Linked DNA regions of Gossypium arboreum: region 1 is linked to region 2. The links are chromatin contacts, called in public Hi-C maps. All regions are on one chromosome and are shown on one strand. The core of a region is the stretch at or near the end of the contact, and the rest is flanking DNA. Distances in the headings are between cores, read along the strand shown.

Region 1 (3,060 bases), core at 491-2,990, 270 kb after region 2:
CGAGGAATTTCCCCTTGTCATGGCGACACGACGATCATCAGAAGGCATTCACGATAGCGATGTTGTGACGAGGAGTCATTTTACGTCAAGATGACTTGACAAAGGCAGGCCAAAATGAGCTAAATCCTAGGATGAAACTCTTGGGATATTTTCATATTTAGACCCTAGCAATCTAAGATTATATTGTATTAATTAGTATCTAAATGTATCTTGTGTTATGTGGGCACCAAATAGCTCGTAGCCTATATAAGTAACTTTAGGGTAATCAGGATTGGTAGACAGGACAGTGTAGACTTAGACAGATAGTTTTTACTATTCAGTTTTCTTTGTATTTTATTTTGATGTTCGCTTAGTTGGAACTTATCTGTTCCGATGTGAAGACAATTACGAGCGAAGATTGCTCTGGATCTGCGCTTCAATATATTTATCAATAAGCATTCTCTTCACTCTTCTATTTTATTCTTTTATTTATATTTCATTAATCTGATCAATTAACATTTGTATGAATATTAGAATAATTTCTTGTGCTTTATTCATATCTTGCATGATTTGATTATTAAATTGATTTATCTGTTAAGTGGTTATTTATCTAAAATTGGTTGTTTATTCAAGAGTACTTAGTATATTAGGGAGAGACGCCCCTGATAGAATATCTAGACAGGTGAGACCGAAAGGGTATCTTGTCGTTTATACCTTGTGCCAAACAGTGAGTTTGAGAGGGTATCCGTATGCCTAGGAAGAGACTAAAAGGGTGACTTAGGTAGTAATCCTTAGTGAAGATGAGACCGAAAAAGTATTTTTAACTAAGAGTGATAAATAACTCAATCGATGATAATTAATTATTTAATTAGATAAGCTAGAGGCTCGCATTGCCAACACTAGAAAATGGAAATTCCCTTAGGTTAATTTTAGATTAATTAATTTCATTAGTTTAATTAATCTTTTAATTTGGATTCACACTACTAATTTGTGACTTGATTAGATTAGTAATTATTTTCTATAGTTAATTTAATAATAAGTTTCTCCAATCTGCAATCTCTTGGGTACGATCCTCAGAATACTTATTGGTGTTCTATTGTAACGCTTACTATATTACATTTGACATGTACATTTGCAGATACCGCACTTAAATATTTATATTTTTATTTGCACATTTTTAACTTTAAACGTTCGCACATTTAGATGCGGTCTCCTATCACACTTGCATCCAATTATTATGTAATTAACCTCCACTAAGTGAATAAACTTGACACAAAACTTTAAAAAAAAATGAAAAGTAATATTTAATTAATATTTTAAGTGACATCAAAATGTTAACGTATTGTAGTTAGTTATCATGCTAGTCTCACACACTAGAGGCCCCCAGTTCAAACTCGGGCCCAGACATGTTTATTCTCTTTTGTGATTTCTTTTTGGTGGTCTCTCAGTATGGCATGCATAAACCGACATCAACACCTTCTCTCATGAATGTTACCATAAAAAAGGCATTATGTGATTGGATCCACTTCCCCATAGTTTGGAGGCTCTTTTATCCATTTTATTTTGTTTAAACTACATGCAATATTCTCTCAATCCTCCCATTAACTCATTTAAAGCCCTCACTGAAATTTTCATGCACCAAACAATGGGTTCAACTTCCTATTGAATTCGCTTTTATATCCAAGAATCCATATCCCTCCCATCATTTCCCAATAAAGTGAGATCCTTGTAATATGATGAAAGATGAGAATCAAATTGATGTTTTTATTTCAAATGGGAATAAATATCTTAGATTTTTAATATCCAATTCAGTCCAACTTAGTTGGTGGGTTCATATTTCATTAACCTATTGTTTGGATTTTGCTACCATTTTTTGGCCCGAGATCCTTCCACCTCATAATTTTCAGACAGGTAAATAAAATTAGATTACAAGAAAAGCAAATGAAGCAAAACTAAGAATGCTCGCTTGTCCTTGCTCCGCCTTCAACCTCCGGGCCACGGCCACCCCGGCCAATCCCGATATTTCCGACCCAGAACCCGAGCCCAAAGTTCGGAAACTAAAGGGTAGCCCACAGTTCAACAGATGGTACCGTGCACGAGCCTTAAGGTCGGGCCACAAGCTTGAACGACCGAGCCACGGGACTGGGGCGCTTGAGGTGAACCCCTCAGCTCAACGAATCAGTGAGACCTTGTCTTTGGAACCCACTTCAACGGCAAATGACAGCGATCGTGAGGTGGAGGTAACAGACTCGGGGAAGCCAATTTATATGGTATCTGATGGAACTGGATGGACGGCGGAGCATTCCGTTAACGCAGCGTTGGGGCAGTTCGAGCATTGTTTGGTGGATCGTGGTTGTCCCGTAAATACCCATCTCTTCTCTGGGGTATGTTTGTTTCATATTTCAGAACTTGTTTCAGTTACTAATTAATCCAAGTTTAGTTGTTATTCAAGTTGATGTATTTGTTGTAGTTAGTGATGAAACTAGAACTTGTAGTGTTTTAAGAACTGGGAAATCATTTAGATTGGTTGAATGACAATGATGATCTGCAATGTTCAGATTGATGATGTTGAGAGATTGATGGAGATTATAAAGCAGGCAGCCAAGGAAGGTGCATTGCTTGTATATACTTTAGCTGATCCTTCCATGGCAGAGTCCGCCAAGCAAGCTTGCAAATTGTGGGGTATACCATCGACGGATATATTGGGTCCAATTACAGAGGCTATTGCTGCTCATTTAGGTGTCTCACCTTCTGGTCTTCCCCGTGGAGCAGCTGGAAGAAACATCCCTCTCTCAGATGAATACTTTCGGCGGATTGAAGCTGTTGAATTTACAATCAAGCAGGATGATGGGGCTCTACCTCAAAACTTAAGCAAGGCTGACATTGTGCTCACAGGTGTTTCTCGTACTGGGAAGACGCCGTTATCAATTTATCTAGCACAGAAAGGATATAAAGTAGCCAATGTGCCTATTGTGAATGGAGTGGCTTTGCCAAAGGGACTTTTCGAAGTAGACCCTGAGAAGGTTTTTGGTTTGACTATTAATCCCTTGGTCTTGCAAACTATTAGGAAAGCAAGGGCTA
Region 2 (2,853 bases), core at 256-2,755:
CGAAGAAGATGAGGATAGAGTAAGGGCGAGGGGTTTTGGGGGAGGTTAAGAATTTGGCGATGGTTCGGTCATCTAAGTGGATGACTCCTGATTTGGATTCGGACTGAAGGGCGAGGAGATCGGCCACCAGTTCTAATTCAGATTCAGATTCAGCAGTGGAAATGGCAAGGAATAGAGAAAGGGTGAAAAAGGAGAGTAAGAAGAGATAAGCAGAACTGGAAGGGATCGCCATTTCCTTGCTTAGCTTTCGGATTTGGGGATTGGCGACAAACAGCTTCGGTCTTAACTTTTCTCCGGTTTTAAGTTTTAACATTCGTCTGGACAAGATGACTTTGACGCGTTGACTGACTTGACCTTGAGTTCCGGCTTAACGACGTCGCATCAGATGAAAGATCATTTGGGTCCATGTTCAGCTTAAAATGGGCTCGTTTGAATGGACTTCGAAAGAATATCATATGAGCCAGCTCTAAGCTCTCAAAAAGAAAAATTGACAGCTGTGGGATTTGAACCCACGCCCTTTCGGACCAGAGCCTAAATCTGGCGCCTTAGACCACTCGGCCAAACTGTCTCTTGTTGCCTCGTATTTATGTATATGGTTAAAGGGCACCAGTTTGACTGCTAGAAGCCTAGGACCTACAACTAACTAGCAATAAGCTGATGAGCGTTGAAGTAATAGCTGTTTTTCACGTGCATAATCAACTTGCAAAGTCAGTGTTTTTCTTATTCCAAGTCAAGAATTTGGTAAAATTTTTATTTTTAATGGATTAAAATAATTTCATTTTTACTTAATAATGATGTTATATATCAGGTATTTAAATTTTTTTTGGAGTATCGCATTAATTTGTTGAAATGTCTTCATACTTGGCATGGACAGTTGCATATGATCTTCTTACTTCATTAAATCCATACTTTTGGCATTCACTTTCAGTCCATCAAAAATGCAGCTTGTTGTGGGACCTTATGACCCCTAAAATTGGTCCCTAATGCCATGTGCTTGAGCACCTCTCCCAATCAACTATATAACAAGGTTTAGATTAGCATGTCTGGTCATGTTTACCAAGAAAGCAAGCTCTGCTTTTTCTGCTTTCTTTTCATTGCTTACTATTAAAAAAGGAACATTTTGTTTTTAATTTGTAATCTAAGTCCTTTTTTTACCTAAAGTTAAAGATTAAAGTGAGATTAATTTGCTTTAATTCAAAGTTTAAGCTGGTTGTTAGTCCCGAGTCCCGACCGCCAAATCCAGTGGTGAAATCCAAGATTTTCTGTGATTATTTTCAAGACAAACACAACAGTTCTTACATGTAAGAAATGGACCCACTCTCCATTTCTTTATACTGCCAATTCCTAATTGGAGGGCAGCCTGGCATTTCATTTATGTTCTCCATGGATCATTTATGGTACTTCATTTCCCTAAAATACCCTTCTTCACTTTGTAATTTGCATGATTTCTTGGATGGGTATATTGGTACATTCATCCATTAATAGACCAAAATAAACCTTGGTTTATTGGTGTGCCGCTTCACACATGTTCACATCAAGTGTCCAAATTCGAGTACTCGTATATTTACCTCTCAAGATCCAGCAGAGAAGTGAGATGTCATCCTCTTCTTCCAAAAACAACACTTTGGGTCAACAAAATGGAGAAAGGGGTACTCTTCATTGCACTTCTAATATCTGCGTTTTACTCTTCATCTGAAGCAGCTGATTCACAAACTTCTTTCGAAGATAACTTCAGTATAATGTGGTCTGAAGATCATTTCAAGACCTCTGAAGATGGTCAGGCCTGGTACCTCTCCTTGGACAAAGAAACAGGTTTGATACAATTTGATTGCGTTAAACAGTTGTGTTTGGTTCTAAACTTCTAATAACTTGCTTCAAATCCAGGATTTTAATCTGTTTCTATCTACTTCTAGGTTGCGGGTTTCAAACCAAGCAAAGATACAGATTTGGGTGGTTTAGCATGAAACTGAAGTTGGTCGGAGGTGACTCTGCTGGCGTTGTAACAGCTTACTATGTATGTTTTCCTGACAGTTGTTTAAATATTTTGTAACATAAGAGTTGTGTTTTCCATAGCTGAAGTTTAAAGAGTGGTGCAGATGTGTTCTGAGAACGGGGCAGGGCCAGAACGAGATGAACTGGATTTTGAGTTCTTGGGGAATCGAACAGGGCAACCGTATTTAATACAGACAAACGTGTATAAAAATGGTGTTGGAGGCCGTGAAATGAGGCACATGCTTTGGTTCGACCCCACTGAAGAGTTTCATTCATATTCCATTCTATGGAACAACCACCAAATTGTGTAAGTCTCGTATTATATCTTATACTCGTATCCGAATATATGCCTACTGAATTATTGCAAAACAGGTTTTTTGTGGATGAAGTTCCCATAAGAGTATTCAAAAACAATGGTGATGAGAAAAACGACTTCTTTCCCAATGAGAAGCCAATGTATTTGTTCTCCAGCATATGGAACGCAGATGAATGGGCGACGAGAGGTGGGTTGGAGAAAACAGACTGGGAAAGAGCCCCATTTGTGTCGTCTTACAAGGATTTCAGCGTCGAGGGTTGCCAATGGGAAGACCCTTACCCTGCCTGTGTTTCCAGCACCACAAAGAACTGGTGGGATCAGTACAAGGCTTGGCGTTTATCTGATTCCCAGAAAATGGATTATGCTTGGGTGCAGAGGAACCTTGTCATTTATGATTATTGCAAGGATAATGAACGATATCCTAAATTGCCTGGAGAGTGTTCATTGAGTCCCTGGGAATAGGATCCTATATCATCAATTAAGATAAATTTTTGTTTCGATTTTATGGGATGTTTATATAATTTATTCAATTGTCTTTATGATAT

What was found. A called contact is a pair of places that touch in the nucleus more often than the background predicts.
Region 1: a contact with region 2 is called in a Hi-C map of leaf, with 4 times the contacts expected there. The contact joins the promoter of LOC108485543 here to the promoter of LOC108459457 in region 2. A contact is called at or near these places in 3 of 5 Hi-C or Micro-C datasets (all in leaf).

What each region holds. Positions count from the first base shown.
Region 1 is chr6:14,959,565-14,962,624 of ASM2569848v2, forward strand. It overlaps LOC108485543 (pyruvate, phosphate dikinase regulatory protein 1, chloroplastic), which reads left to right and starts at 1,741. Exons shown (of 3, transcript XM_017789394.2): 1 at 1,741-2,363; 2 at 2,538-3,060. The coding sequence starts at 1,938.
Region 2 is chr6:14,689,682-14,692,534 of ASM2569848v2, forward strand. It overlaps LOC108459457 (probable xyloglucan endotransglucosylase/hydrolase protein 8), which reads left to right and starts at 1,506. Exons shown (of 4, transcript XM_017758830.2): 1 at 1,506-1,812; 2 at 1,914-2,014; 3 at 2,097-2,299; 4 at 2,365-2,853. The coding sequence starts at 1,638. The coding sequence ends at 2,770. It overlaps LOC108457614 (probable dolichyl-diphosphooligosaccharide--protein glycosyltransferase subunit 3B), which reads right to left and starts at 370. Exons shown (of 1, transcript XM_017756654.2): 1 at 1-370. The coding sequence starts at 313. TRNAL-UAG (transfer RNA leucine (anticodon UAG)) reads right to left here and starts at 568; the gene lies at 489-568.